Linked DNA regions of Oryzias latipes: region 1 is linked to region 2. A link is a contact called in public Hi-C data. All regions are on one chromosome and are shown on one strand. The core of a region is the stretch at or near the end of the contact, and the rest is flanking DNA. Distances in the headings are between cores, read along the strand shown. Region 1 has its middle 7.2 kb from the start of paqr3. Region 2 has its middle 91 kb from the start of paqr3.

Region 1 (6,564 bases), core at 188-2,687, 88 kb before region 2:
TCTGCCTTGTACTTTTTTGGGTCTTAGAAGATCCATCTGCTTCCCTGACTCCTAATTCCTGCTGGATTCCAAAGAAAAGCAAAAACAATTTCTCTTTTACAACACGAGGGATTAAGAGAACATGCTGATGTTTCAGGAGCCGCTGCTGCTGGGAATCAGATTAATGAAGCAGCAACTGTCCTTCTGCAGTTCCACAAAACTTATGCTTAATCCTTAATGGATCAGAAACAATAAGCTCAGCGTCACCACTCAGGCCAACTGTTTGAGCTCAGCAGCACAAAGACCAGGCTCTTTTTCTGCCGTGCGTTCAGAAACATGAAGCAGTAAGCTCTTTTTTTCATGGATGAGCCCACATATGCGCCGTCACTTATCCTCTTGCTGCAAAACTCAGATTAGTTTTCCTGAATTTTCCAAAGAAGATTTAGCTCTAAAAACATGTAATTGTGTATTTTCTGGACCTGAAAAGGTTTTTCATGATTGTTACAAGCAGCCATCAGATTAGGAACTCGTCCAAAAGGCTGAAAAAGACGGAACGTTTTCCAGGTTTCTGCCTGAAGGCGACCTGTCCGCCGCAGGACTCACTGGGAATCTGATGCTTTTCCTTTCTGACCATCGGAGGATGTTTGGCACTCTAGCAGGATTTGATGCCAAACAAACGCTGCTTATGAAAATTCACCTGAATTGTGATCTCTAAAGACTTTGTCATTACTTTCATTCCTTTTGTTTTTTTGCTGTTGTTTTAGTAGGAATCCTCTTATAATCCTTCCATTCATCCAGCTATCCATCCAACCTGCTGAATCCCTTTCAGGGTCACAAAGTTGCTGGAGCCTATCCCAGCTGCTGCTGGGCGAAGGCGGGGTCCACCCTGGACAGATGGCCAGTCCTTCTCTGGGCTCCTCTCATAATTGATAGGAATGTATTAATATTGTTATTTACCTTTATTTATGCAGACAAAAGGTCTTTTTCAGTCAACAGAAGTTGAAGTGAAGGAAGTTCTGTGTGAAAATCAGTTCCTGTAAAACAAAGGAGCTGCAGTTCCGCCTGCGTCCTCCAGGGGTCACTCTGCGCCTGTGGGGAGAACACTGTTGAGGCTCTTTCTCATTTATCAGCACTAATCCCATCTGTATCGCTCCGTCTTTAATGCAAATTACAAATCTGATGACATTGGATGTGTGGGTTTTTGTGCAGAGGAGATTTTTCAGAGATCTGAGGAGAAAAAAGATTAACGCTGTTTTCTTTCCACTGTGAGTTCAGACATGTCTACATGTCCTGAGTGGTGTCACCTAATTCTGTGTGGTGAATCCTGCAGGTACATGTGCCCCCCCCCCCGTGTCAGGATGAATGTGTGAACAGCAGCTGCATGCTCCTTCTTCACTGCAGGCTCCAACAAAGGACTGCAGAGCCACCCATGGGGGAGCCGTGAGTGGACACGGCGCCTCCCCGTCCCGAGGCTGTGGGGGGTGCTGTTGTACCTGCTATGTGTGGAGACGGGAGGCCGCTCAGGCCTGTATTACCAAACAGGCCGGCTGGGGTCACGAAGGATATAGGAACCGCTGGAATGAAGGAAATAGAGGACGGATTAAAACGTGGTGAAAAATAGATGACAGGAAGGATGCCCCCCCCCCAGCAGACAGCGCTGATCTGTTATTTGAACCTGCATGAAACCAGAGGAAGACCCTGAGTAAAGGTTCCTCACAAAGCTGGACATGGAGGCATTCCGCTCATCGTCATTTGCCCCGCTTAAAGCGATGCTGCCCAATCCCATCAGCATGATGCATTCTGGGGCTTTTTTTGGTGTGGGAGGGGGTAAAAAGGCAGATTTCTTTTGTTTAGTAGTTGTTGTCCTTTTCCTGTTGTGTGATGGTGTTATTTATTGTGTGAACATGTGTGCAGCATTTTCCATGGATGGTGGAGGAGGGGCTCCAGAAATGAAGGTGGTCGGCGTGCAGCAGAGGAGCAGTCGCTGCAGAACGGTTCTGGTGTCGCACAGCAGAGGAGAACAACAGAGGCCGGTCACCGGCGTGAGTCAGCTCCTCTAAATGTGATCCTGAACGCCACAAGAACGATAAAGAAATGTCCTCACCGGGAACGTTGTAAGAATGAGAAGGAAAGATCTCAGACAAAAACCTGCTGGGCTTCCAACCAGAAAATACTCAGAAATGCAGTTTAGGCTGAATTTTATGTACATATGTACCACCTCCAAGCACGGCTACAGCCGAATCTGGACCAGTAACCGCTTTGGTTAGTTTTTTTTTTTACCTTAAAACTATTCTAGATCATTGTTTCCTAACAAACAATTCAGTGGTACCACATATAGAATAAAGTGAAACACAATGAAGGACCCACTCAAAACGATTCAGCAATAATCCTAAATAAACCCGCCTGTCAATCACAAATGTCTTTCTTCTCTTCAGGCTTTGACAGGTCAGAATGGTTCGTCCAGTTGTTGTTCCTAGCAATTTGGTTATTAGGGAAATGTCCAGCAGGGGGCGTTTTGTCCAGGCTGAACCATAGTCTGTATAGCAGAACTGGACAGAGCGATTGTGATGTCATCCTTCTGGTTCCAACTAAATGAAGTCAATTCAATCGCCATTTTTCTCTGATGTTTGTCGCCATTCCGGAGTCAGATTTCCTCAATAAGTAGTGATTGGTCCATCTTCATTTCTATGGAAACCGCTCTGTCCAATCAGGAGTGAGCATGTTGGAAGGCCACACCCCTTCCAATGAAAGGCGGCTCAGGAGAATCTGTCAATCAAACGCTTTGAACATTCGATGTGAGACCGCCTACCTTTATTGAGGCATCTTATTGGCCAGTTTATCACTTTAATAACTTGAACTACTGCCCTGTGAACCGCCACCTTAACGTGTTAGGGGAGTTTGAGGGCTCGAGTGATCCCAGGAGCTAAGCTGTCTGGGGCTTAAGCCCCTGGTAGGGTCTCCCATGGCATACAGGTCCTGGGTGACCAGCCAGACAAAGAGCAATTCAGAACCGTCTGATGAAAGTAAAGAACAAGGACCTGATAACATCGCCCGTATTGGCGTCACCGGGGCCCCACTCTGGAGCCAGGCCTGGGGTTGGGGCTCACAGGCGAGCGCCTGGTGACTGGGGCTCTTCCTCCAATGGGCCCACCACCCTTAGGAGACCTCAAAAGGGACCGGTGCAATGTGGTCTGGGTGGCAGTCGAGGGCGGGGGCTTCGGCCGCCCAAACCCCGGTCACGGAACTTGGCTTTTGGGACATGGAACGTCATCTCTCTGGGAGGGAAGGAGCCTGAGCTAGTGCGAGAGGTTGAGAGATACCGGCCTGGGCTCTGAAACTCAGTCGGTAGAGAGGGGTTGGACTCTCTACCACTCTGGAGTTGCTCAAGGTGAGAGGCAGCAGGCTGGTGTGGGCTTACTCGTGAGCCCCCAGCTCAGCCGCCAAGTGTTGGAGTTCACCCCGGTGGACGAGAGGGTCATGTCCCTCCACCTCCGGGTGGAGGACAGGTCTCTAATTGGGGTTTCGGCTTACGGGCCGAACAGCAGTTTGGAGTACCCGACCTTCTTGGTGTCTCTTGAAGGGGTACTAGACAGTGCCCCAATGGCAGACTCCATTTTCCTCTTGGGGACTTCAATGCCCCTCCCACCTGGAGGGGCGTGATTGGTCGGAATACCCCCCTGATCTGAACCCGAGTGGTGTTTTGTTATTGGACTTCTGTGCTCGTCATAGTTTTTCCATAAAGAACACCATGTTCGAGCACAAGGGTTTCCATCAATACACCTGGCATCAGGACACCCTAGGCAGGATGTCAATGATCGACTTTGTAGTTGTTTCAGGCGACCTTTGGCCTTGTGTCTTAGACACAGAGCCGAAGGTGGAAGGTGGGGAAGGAGGCCGGGTCTTTAACTCTCACATGCGGGAGAACTTCAACAGGTACCGAGGAAGGTTGGGGACATTGAGTCAGAGTGGACCATGGTTTCCACTTCCATTGTCTCTGCTGCTGCTCGGAGCTTCGGCGGTAACCCCCGAACCCGGTGGTGGACACCGGAAGTAAGGGATGCCGTCAAGCTGAAGAAAGAGTCCTACCAGGCCTGGCTGGCTTGTGGGACTCCAGAGGCAGCTAATGGTATTGGCAGTATAAGTGAGCTGCGGCCCAGACTGTTGCAGAGGCAAAAACTCGGTCCTGGGAGGAGTTCGGTGAGGCCATGGAGAAGGACTATCGGTTGGCCTCAAAGAAATACTGGCAAACCATCTGGCACCTCAGGAGGGGAACGCAGTTCTCTACAGGGACCGTTTTCAGGTGGGGAGCTGTTGACTTCGACTGGGGACATTGTCGGGCGGTGGAAGGAATACTTCGAGGATCTCCTCAATCCCACTGACACGCCTTCTTTCGAAGGAGCAGAGAATGAGGATTTTGGAGTGAGGCTGTCTATTACCCAAGCTGAAGTCACTGAGGTAGTCAATGAGCTCCTCAGTGGCAAGGCTCTGGGAGTGGATGAAGTCCTCCCTGAGTACCTAAAGTCTTTGGATGCTGTGGAAGCGTCTTGGCTGACACGTCTCAGCAGAATCGCGTGGCAGTCGGTAACTGTAACACTGGACTGGCAGACAGGGGTGGTAATTCCCCTCTTTAAGAAGGGGGACCAGAGGGTGTGTTTCAACTACAGGGGAATTACACTCCTTAGCCTCCCTGGGAAAGTCTATGCCAGGGTACTGGAGAGGAGCATTCGTTCGATAGTCGAACCTCAGATTCAGGAACAACAGTGCGTTTTCCGTCCTGGCCATGGAACAGTGAACCAGCTCTCTACCCTTTTTAGGGTGCTGAAGGGATTGTGGGAGTTCGCTCATCCAGTCCATATGGGTTTTGTGGATTTGGAGAAGGCGTTCGACCACATCCCCCATGGTATCCTGTGGAGGGTGCTCTGGGAGTATGGGGTCTGGGGAGCCTTACTGAGGGCTGTCTGATTTCTGTATGACCGGAGTAGGAGTTTGGTTCGCCGTTAGTAAGTCAGACCTGTTCCTGGTCCATTTTGGACTCTGGCAGGGCTGCCCTTTATCACCGGTTCTGTTCATAGTTTTTATGGACAGAATTTCTAGGCGCAGCCAGGGCCTGGAGGGGGTCTGGTTTGGGGGCCACAGGATTTCCTCTCTGCTCTTTGCAGACGATGTTGTCCTGTTGGCTTCATCGGGCCGGGACCTCCAGCGTGCATTGGGGCGGATTGCGGCAGAGTGTGAAGCAGCTGGGATGAGGGTCAGCACTGCTAAATCTGAGGCCATGGTTCTCGACCGGAGAGAGGTAGTTTGCAATCTCTCGGTGGGTGGAATGTCCCTGCCCCAGGTGGAGGAGTTTATTTATTTATTTATTTTTTATTTGTCCTGTCCAACAGCTGCGCAGACAGATGAGAAATGAAGGCCTCTTGTGTTGGACATATTTTACTTTAACAACAGAGGTTAATCTTCTGACAAACCAGAGGTACGTCTGAATAAACCCCTTTTGTAATTGAGGCCAAACTTTATTCATTTCAATCATTTAAAAAAATCTTTGTGTTGGACCAAACGGAAAAGAAAAAGGAGGGGAGAAGAGAGAGGGATGTTAGAGAGAGGGGGATAGGAGGGTGATCATAGGAGGAGGGGGGGGGGGGTAAAACCATGAAGCGGCTCGGAGCAACAAGCTGCTGGATGTTTATCATTACGGTAAGGTACAGATGTAATACAGATCTCAAAGGAGCTGGGCCTGTCCACACACACACTCAAATATTATAAACACACCTGTTAGCTGCAAAAATGTCCACAAATCAACATGTATGCAATAGAGATAGTGTTGATAGTGTTCACACACGCATACTTATGCCTTCAAGCCAACTAGTGTGAAATATTTCGTTCAATCACGCAAACTATTAGTGCAAAGGTGAGTTAACACCTGTGCTCAGGTGAGTGTTCATGTTCTCCTAAAATGGATGATGGACTGTGAAAAGAAGGGGGGAGAGTGACCAGCCACCCCCACACCAAGACCCCCGCCGCAGCAGCCGCGGCAGCCAGAAGCCCCGAACGCCACTGGCAGCAGGTAGAGAACAACCGCCCCCCCGGTCGATCGCATCCGCCACCCAGGCCAGGGCCAGCGGGACCGCCGCGAGGCCCCCAGAGCCAGAGAGCAGGGAGGCATAGGGGGAAAGAGAGTGCCGCCCCAGCCCAACCAGGAGAACAGCCCCAGACGAGCACCTTGTCACCACCCAGGAGTTCTGGGCATCCCCCCGCTCGGTACGAGCCTGGACCCCCCAAGGGAGACCCGCTCCGTGCTCCAGGCAGCCACCCACCAGGCCCACGGTTGGTCCAGAAAGGAGCAAGACAGGGGCCAGCGGCCCAGCCCAGGAGGGGGGCACCCCAGGGAGAAGGGGGCCCACGAGGGTTGTTGTAAACGTGGCCCGACCAGGCTCGGCGACTGTTGGAAATTTGGCGAGACCCAGCACACGGGGGCAAGGACCAGAACCCACCCCACAGGGACACAGACACCCCCGGCTCAGGTGTAATGCGATCCCCGGCTTGTGACCTTGCCAAAAAAGGTTCAGGGATCCCTCTCCCTGCTCGGAG
Region 2 (6,967 bases), core at 3,840-6,339:
GGCACCTTTCATCAGACACGAAGGGTTTTTTTAAGCAAACCTTTTGGAATGGCCCAAACTCAATAGGACTCACTGAAACATGGAGGTATTTCAGCACATTGACTTTCATGAAACAGACCCCCCCCTCCCTTCCCCTTCCCAGATGGCCTTTCAGTCTATTAAAAATCAAATCTGCTTTTGTGTTATTTAAAATATTACAATAACCTTCCTGCTAATCCCCTGGGGTTACTGCTGGTAGATTTCCAGAATGTATGTACATCTACAATCCCAGTAGTAACATATTAGGATTATATCTCAGATACTCTTCTTTAATAAATAGATTTGATAAGCATATCTGTTTAATTTCATCCACGCGCCCTCGCTGCATGCAGGATTACAGTGAAAGCAGACAGAGCATGTAAACATCTGCACAGCATCTCATCAGGAAAATGATGTGCGGCAGACTGAGGAGCTCAGAGACGTTGGTCTCTGAGTGACTGAGTGTCCATGGTGAATCAGGCAGAACGGATGCCGACTGTTTATGCTGCTGCTGATGTTCAGGGCTGAACATCAGACATAACTGATGGGAACATTCCTCACCACAACCCAACACGTATGTTACATACTGACCAAACATCCAGTCACATGTTGGTTTATTGACATTTTCAGGTGACATGCAGAAAGGATAATCTTCTGCTCTTTATGCAATAATGCTGTTAGTTGATGCTGATAAATCAGAATAATGTGTGTTTATCTCGTCCTGATTCTTCCCAGCATGTTTTCACTTTCATACAACTTACACGCACCTGCCACCTTGCTGGTACCTGTTTGGACCCATTTTCCCTTCAGAACCGCCTTAATCCTTGGTGCCATAGATTCAATAAGGTTCTGGGAACATTCCTCAGAGACTTTGGTCCATGTTGACATGACAGCATCACACAGTTGCTGCAGATTTGAACATCCATGATGCTGGTCTCCCGTTCCACCACATCCCAAAGGTTCTCTATTGGGTTCTGGTGACTGTGGAGGCCGTTTGAGTCCAGAGAACTCATTGTCATGTTCAAGTTAGGGTTAATAGGTGAGTTATTCCAGTGTTTTCTGTTGAAACACCCCCCAGCCCACAGCATTCAGAACTGTTCTAGCAGTCACGTGACCAAACGACCAACCAATCGCCCGTATTACTCTCTGCAACAGCGCTGCATAAGAAGGTGATTTTGTAAGAAAGGAAGTGTTTCTCAACCCTGGTCCTCAGGAAACACATGTTTTTCATGAACACCTGATCCATCAGGCTCTGCAGAAGCCAGACAATGACAGCCATCAAAGGCCGGTGTGTCTGAGCAGAAATACAGGCCAGTGTTCCCGAGGACCAGCTTAGGAACCACTAGAATAGAGAAAGGGCATAAAAGAGAAGCCCTGTAGACATATTTGATGAAACTTCCTCCAGGTGTGAATGTGGTTTGTCTTCCTCAACGTTCTGCGGGCCAGAAGGATAACATCCTGGCTTACATCACAGTGCAGCAAGCACCTTAGTGGACATCAGGTTCAAAAACATTCCCTTCTTTTTTCAAATGTGGAAACAAGTACAGACCCACTTGGATGAAAATGGTGTTTTTAACACGTTTTTGTAGCATTTTATTAATGACGGAGGACAAATATGAGGACAATTCGGATAAAATGGTGTTTCTGAGTGTTTCATTTTTCGAAACATTGTGAATCAGGAGCAGATAAATGTGCTGTTTGAAAAAGTTTGTAGTTTTTAAGCACAAACTACAGTCGGCAGGTCACAAGCTCCAAGCTCCGCCCCTTTCTGATGCATCTGCAGACAAATCGATCCATGACCGTCTTTGTTTTCCTGGTCTGAGCTCTTTTCAGAAATCTGTGATACGTTTACAGTAAACCAAGAAGGGAAGCCTTCCTTTGAAGGAAACCCTTTACCGTTACAGGAATGACAGAGACCACCATCATCATTCAATCCCTCCATCCATCTAAGGCTAAGGCTGTTTTTGGATGGACACCAACACGCTCAGACATCTGGCTTCAACTCTCCCTCCTCTTGCCTCAATCATTGATCTTTCAGTTTGATCGGGTCGATTCCTAAAGGCCAGGAAATCTGCTTCTGTTGAATCGGTGACTGGACCTCTCTGCATAACTACCGTCCATTATTCTGGCTGTTTCTAAAGGTGGGTGGCAGCAGAATGTGCAGCACGTAAACAGCAACAGTAAACTGAAGTTCTTAACGTTCCTCTTAGCTGATGTTAACACAGCTTCCTTCAGCCCTAAGAATTCATGAAAACCTCTTCATTGATTATTCAACACTCTAAAGGAGCGGAGAGAGATAAATTACACGGCGACGTCAGTTCCCCAGACAAAGTCAAGGAAAAGGGTGATAAATCACAGAAGAAAAAAGGCGTGGCCCCGTCCCTCAAAGTTCAATGCTTTTGAAAACACAGACGCCGGGAGCTCAGACCTTCACTTGTGCCCTGTATATATCACACTATGGCGTTGTTATGATGCCAGCTTATTGTCGCAGTAACCCTTGTGCTATCCTAGGCACTTTGACATTGGGAGTTGGGTCATCTAGACCAGTTTTTTTCAACCTTTTTTGAGCCACGGCACATTTTAACCCTTGTGCTATCCTATGACCCCCCCCCCCCTTCCATTGACATGTTCTCCCTACCATTACAAAGGTGGATAAAGGTGGAAAGATTTCATGTAATCCATGGACACCAGTGAAGATCACAAATCATTGAAGAAAAAAGGTTCAGAGCACTGTCTAGTGGGTCTAGATGACCCCACTCCCAATGTTGAAGTGCCTAGGATAGAACAAGGGTAACCCTTGACAAAAACCCCGCGGCACACAAGCATCCAAAAAAAGAAAAGCAGAAACTCACAGTCTGTATTGATCTACACCCCCCCCTCCACCCGCAATCTCACGTGCATTTTTGTGATAATTGTGGCAGCAAAAGCAGGAAGTTGCAGCTGCTTTTTCTTAAAGATGAAATAAAAGTTAAGTTAGAAGATTTAAAAACTGTTTGATGTGTTCGTTGTGGTTTCAAGACGTTTAACAAGGAAGACTCATTATGCGCTGAGACGCTGTCGCTTTAACCCAATGCATCATGGGAGATGTAGTGATGTCAGACAGACTCTTATCTCTGAGCTTCATTGTTTTGTTCACTTGTTCCACGGTCTGACACCGGATTCTGTGGAAAGCTACACCACTAAAGACGAGCTTTAGCTGGTATTTCTGTTGGAACTGAGAGACTTTATCAGCAGAATCAGAACAAGGAAGTGAAGACTTTAACCACGTCTGATTGGTCAGACTGATGACATATGATTGAGCCTTCAAGAATGATTGGCGGAGACAGTTAAAGGGGCGGGACTTTTCCTAATATAGCTGTAGTTGCAGCTTAATCGCGGCACCGTCATTCTTACCAAAATGTCTTTAATAGAATCAAATAAACAGAAAGAAAAAAGTATTTTGTGATCTGTCATATTCCTAACTACTCATTGTTTTATCAGGGCTGGTTTGGATGAACACAGAAGCTGAAATCCTGGAGATGGGAAATGTTTTTAGATCAGTGAATGAGGGCACACTGGTTGAAAAACACTGATCTAGACCCACTAGACAGTGCTCTGAACCTTTTTTCTTCAATGATTTGTGATCTTCACTGGTGTCCATGGATTACATGAAATCTTTCCACCTTTATCCACCTTTGTCATGGTAGGGAGAACACCTCAATGGAAGGGGGGGGTCATAGGATAGCACAAGGGTTAAATGGTACCGGCAGCAACTTGGGCCAGAGTTCTGCTACCCATCCCTAGTTAAAACCAAGCTGTACATGTTTTAGTGAGCTCATCCGTCACAGTTCAGGCAGAAACAATGACTGAAAATTTAACTTCAGATGGTTCTCTGGAGATTCAGTCTGCTGCAGATAAGATGATGAATAAACAACTATAAATATATAGATAAGAATCACCAAATAAATTACTGGGATATGTCACTGAATCGATTATTTCCTACACCCCCACTGTAAAAAAACTCATCTATTATGTTATGGGGAGTTCAGGAAAGACTTGGAATTTAGTTTCTTCCTCTTTAGATTTAGTTGGGAAAAAAGGAACATTTTTATTGTCAGAAGAATGTTCCTTTAAGGATCCTTTAATATGCAGTTGAATGGATGTTCCATAGACTCAAACACTCGACTTAAGTCACCAATCATGTCTTCTGATTGTACGAGTACCAGGATGTGAGACAGAAACCAGCATGAATGAGTCCTGACTTTAGCTTAATCAGCTTTCTGCAGAGACCCCCCCCCCATTCAGAATGCTCACAGATTTGTGTTTGTTGACATTGGAAACACTATGAGTTGCACACAAACGTCTGTCCACCCCCCTTTAAGAAAAGATAATCCTCAAAATAAAAATGTGTCACTATGCCACGGCGTGGGCTCAGACGGTAAGACGCAGCGGCCTGACCCAATAAACCCGTCCACATCTGTCCCGCCCACAACCTCCCAAACAGATTCTAGTCCAACTCTTCTGTGAAGGATCTCTGGTTTGTGTCCATCCATCATTTTTCAGAACCTGCTGCTCTGTTTTGGGGTCACAGTGTTGCTGGAGCCTGTCCCTGCTACTGTTGGGGGAAGGTGGGGGAGTGCCTGGACAGGTCACCGCCACTTTGCAGGGCCTAAATAAAAGCCAGTCATGACATTTATTTCCTCAAAAATTCTTGATCCTCTGTCCCAGGGGGGTCAGACCGTTGACCAGTTTAAAATATTGTAATCAATCATTTTCAATTGCTGTTGCTGAATGTGTAGTTATGGAACCTGTGGGGGGGGGCATGCTGTGCATCACTTCTCATGGCAGATCTCAAGGCCTGGCAGAAGTTGCTGTAACACGGTTGCTGTTGGTGCAGGAACAGCCAGAGCAGGATCACCAAAGCATCCATTTCTGGGGAAAGTCAGGAGGTTTTTAGGACTTCCTGGAGAATATCTGCTCTGTCTTTGTGTTTGCCTGCAGTCCAAAAAGCAGAGAACAGCATTCAGTCCCGTCAAAGGATCCTTTGTATTGTCAGCACCGCGGCTGAAAACCCCACAAAGCAGGTTTCACTTACAACAAGACAGACGGATTATGGGCTCAAACACCCCTTCAGTAATGGGTCACCGGCTTACTGTTTTAATCTGTTGGCCCCAAAAGTGCACCATCATCATCGCCGCCTTCATCAGGGAGCAAGGATGCAGATGTCTGACAGTCTTTAGACTGCAAAACAACTCAGAGAGGCATGTGGAGGTGTAACCGCCTTCGTTCAGCTCTTTATAACATGTGTAGCCAAACAATCTGCCCCCTACAGGAATGACTATTTCACATCGTAGAGTTCAGAAAAAAGGCTTTCTCAGATGTCCTCTCAGTGCCACACCCACCCATTTTAACTGCACCCTTTAGTACTCTTACCCTTTACCCCAAAACAATTTACATTCCAACACGTACACACCCACAGTACACAAGGAAGGTGGGACCTGGGACCATCTTTCCCCTACCCCATCCCTGGTGGGGGGAACCAGGCCCTTGGCAACAGGGCTTCCTGGTTCCGGCGGCCCATCTCCACGCAGTGTGTCAGAAGATCCAGAACCCCTGTTGTAACAGTAACATCTGTCCAACTCAAGAGGCCTTCAGCTCTCATCTGTCTGTTTTTAACAAAAGAGTTTAGAAAAGCGGTTGGATGTCTCGGTTGGAGGCGTGTAGGACTGCTGCATTGGAAACCAGGGTTCAAATCTGCAACTCCGCCCACCTCGCCACTGGCTCCTGCAGCGGAAGATCAAAGTTTACGATTTGATGCACATTGAACCAAATAATCCTATCTAGAGACCAGACTGGGTTGGTTTTGGAAGAGCAGAGTTGTTGTTAAACCTTTTTCAAAAGTCAGTGAAGTTCATGTTTTAATATTGAATGTAAATTGAATGTAAAGAGGAAGAAGACAATCTACAATCTGTGCGGCTCAGACAGAAACCTGGAGGATTTTCAGAAAAGCTCATCAAACAGACAGATGCTGACCTGAAATCAGGACCACAGCTGGATTGATAATCCTGCCAGTGTAACCCTTGTGCTATCTTAGATGACCCCCCCCCCCCTCACATTGAGGTGTTCTCCCTACCATGACAAAGGTGGATAAAGGTGGAAAGATTTCATGTAATCCATGGACACCTGTGAAGATCACAAATCATTGAAGAAAAAAGGTTCAGAGCACTGTCTAGTGGGTCTAGATGACCCCACTCCCAATGTTAACGGTGCTCTGTGCTCTGACCACGGAGCCTCAGTCAACATGTTGAAGGCGAAGAAGGCCAAAGCTCTGCTGAACTTCACAGCAAAAGATTTGAATTCAGCGACCTGATGGATAAGACACAGACGGTCGTCGTGGCGATGAGCGGTGACATGCGTGTTTACGGAGAAAACGGAGACGCGGCGCTGCAGAGCAGAAAGAAGGAAATAAAGCATCTGTGGCTCATTCAAGCGCTCGCTGTCACGCCTGGCATACTGCGTGCACACCCAACGCGGTTCATGCCTCAGACTTGCGTCGGCTGCCTCTTTTGATGTCAAACTGAACGCTCAGTGATTGTCCAAAGTCTTTTTTTCTACTGTAGGAGCTGCGTCTGAAGGACAGTGTTTTCAGCTGTTCCTTTGTCTCTCTGTGACCCAGTTTGATGACTTGCCGTCTCGGGTTAGTCTAAGGAAGGAACAAATAAAAACACTAATAATAACGTCTCGATGCAAATAAGAAAAACATCTTAATATTCAGGGAGGGAACGATCAGATGCTCCTCCATGTTTGTTTTGGACAGCGCTTCTTCTTCTGTCTGCAGCAAATACTGATACATGAACCTACAGTGCCCTCTAGTGGTAGTCAGTGGGAAACAACCACTAGAGGGCACTTGGTTGTTAGTGGGAAAATCAATATCCGAGCCTGATCATGTTTAAAAAAATCACAAATAAAT

What was found. Hi-C and Micro-C count contacts between places; a contact is called where the count stands out from the background.
Region 1: a contact with region 2 is called in a Hi-C map of embryo, with 2.7 times the contacts expected there. The contact joins two enhancer-like sites. A contact is called at or near these places in 3 of 5 Hi-C or Micro-C datasets (embryo, fibroblasts and gastrula embryo).

What each region holds. Positions count from the first base shown.
Region 1 is chr9:32,728,379-32,734,942 of ASM223467v1, reverse strand. No RefSeq gene overlaps it. Among protein-coding and RNA genes, the nearest start is that of paqr3, 7.2 kb to the left of the region's middle. Within about 2 kb of position 1,437, at least 5 of the 8 cell types and tissues checked have an H3K27ac peak or open chromatin away from gene starts, as enhancers often do. A contact at or near this core is called in embryo, where this site is marked.
Region 2 is chr9:32,643,968-32,650,934 of ASM223467v1, reverse strand. No RefSeq gene overlaps it. Among protein-coding and RNA genes, the nearest start is that of paqr3, 91 kb to the left of the region's middle. Within about 2 kb of position 5,089, at least 1 of the 8 cell types and tissues checked has an H3K27ac peak or open chromatin away from gene starts, as enhancers often do. A contact at or near this core is called in embryo, where this site is marked.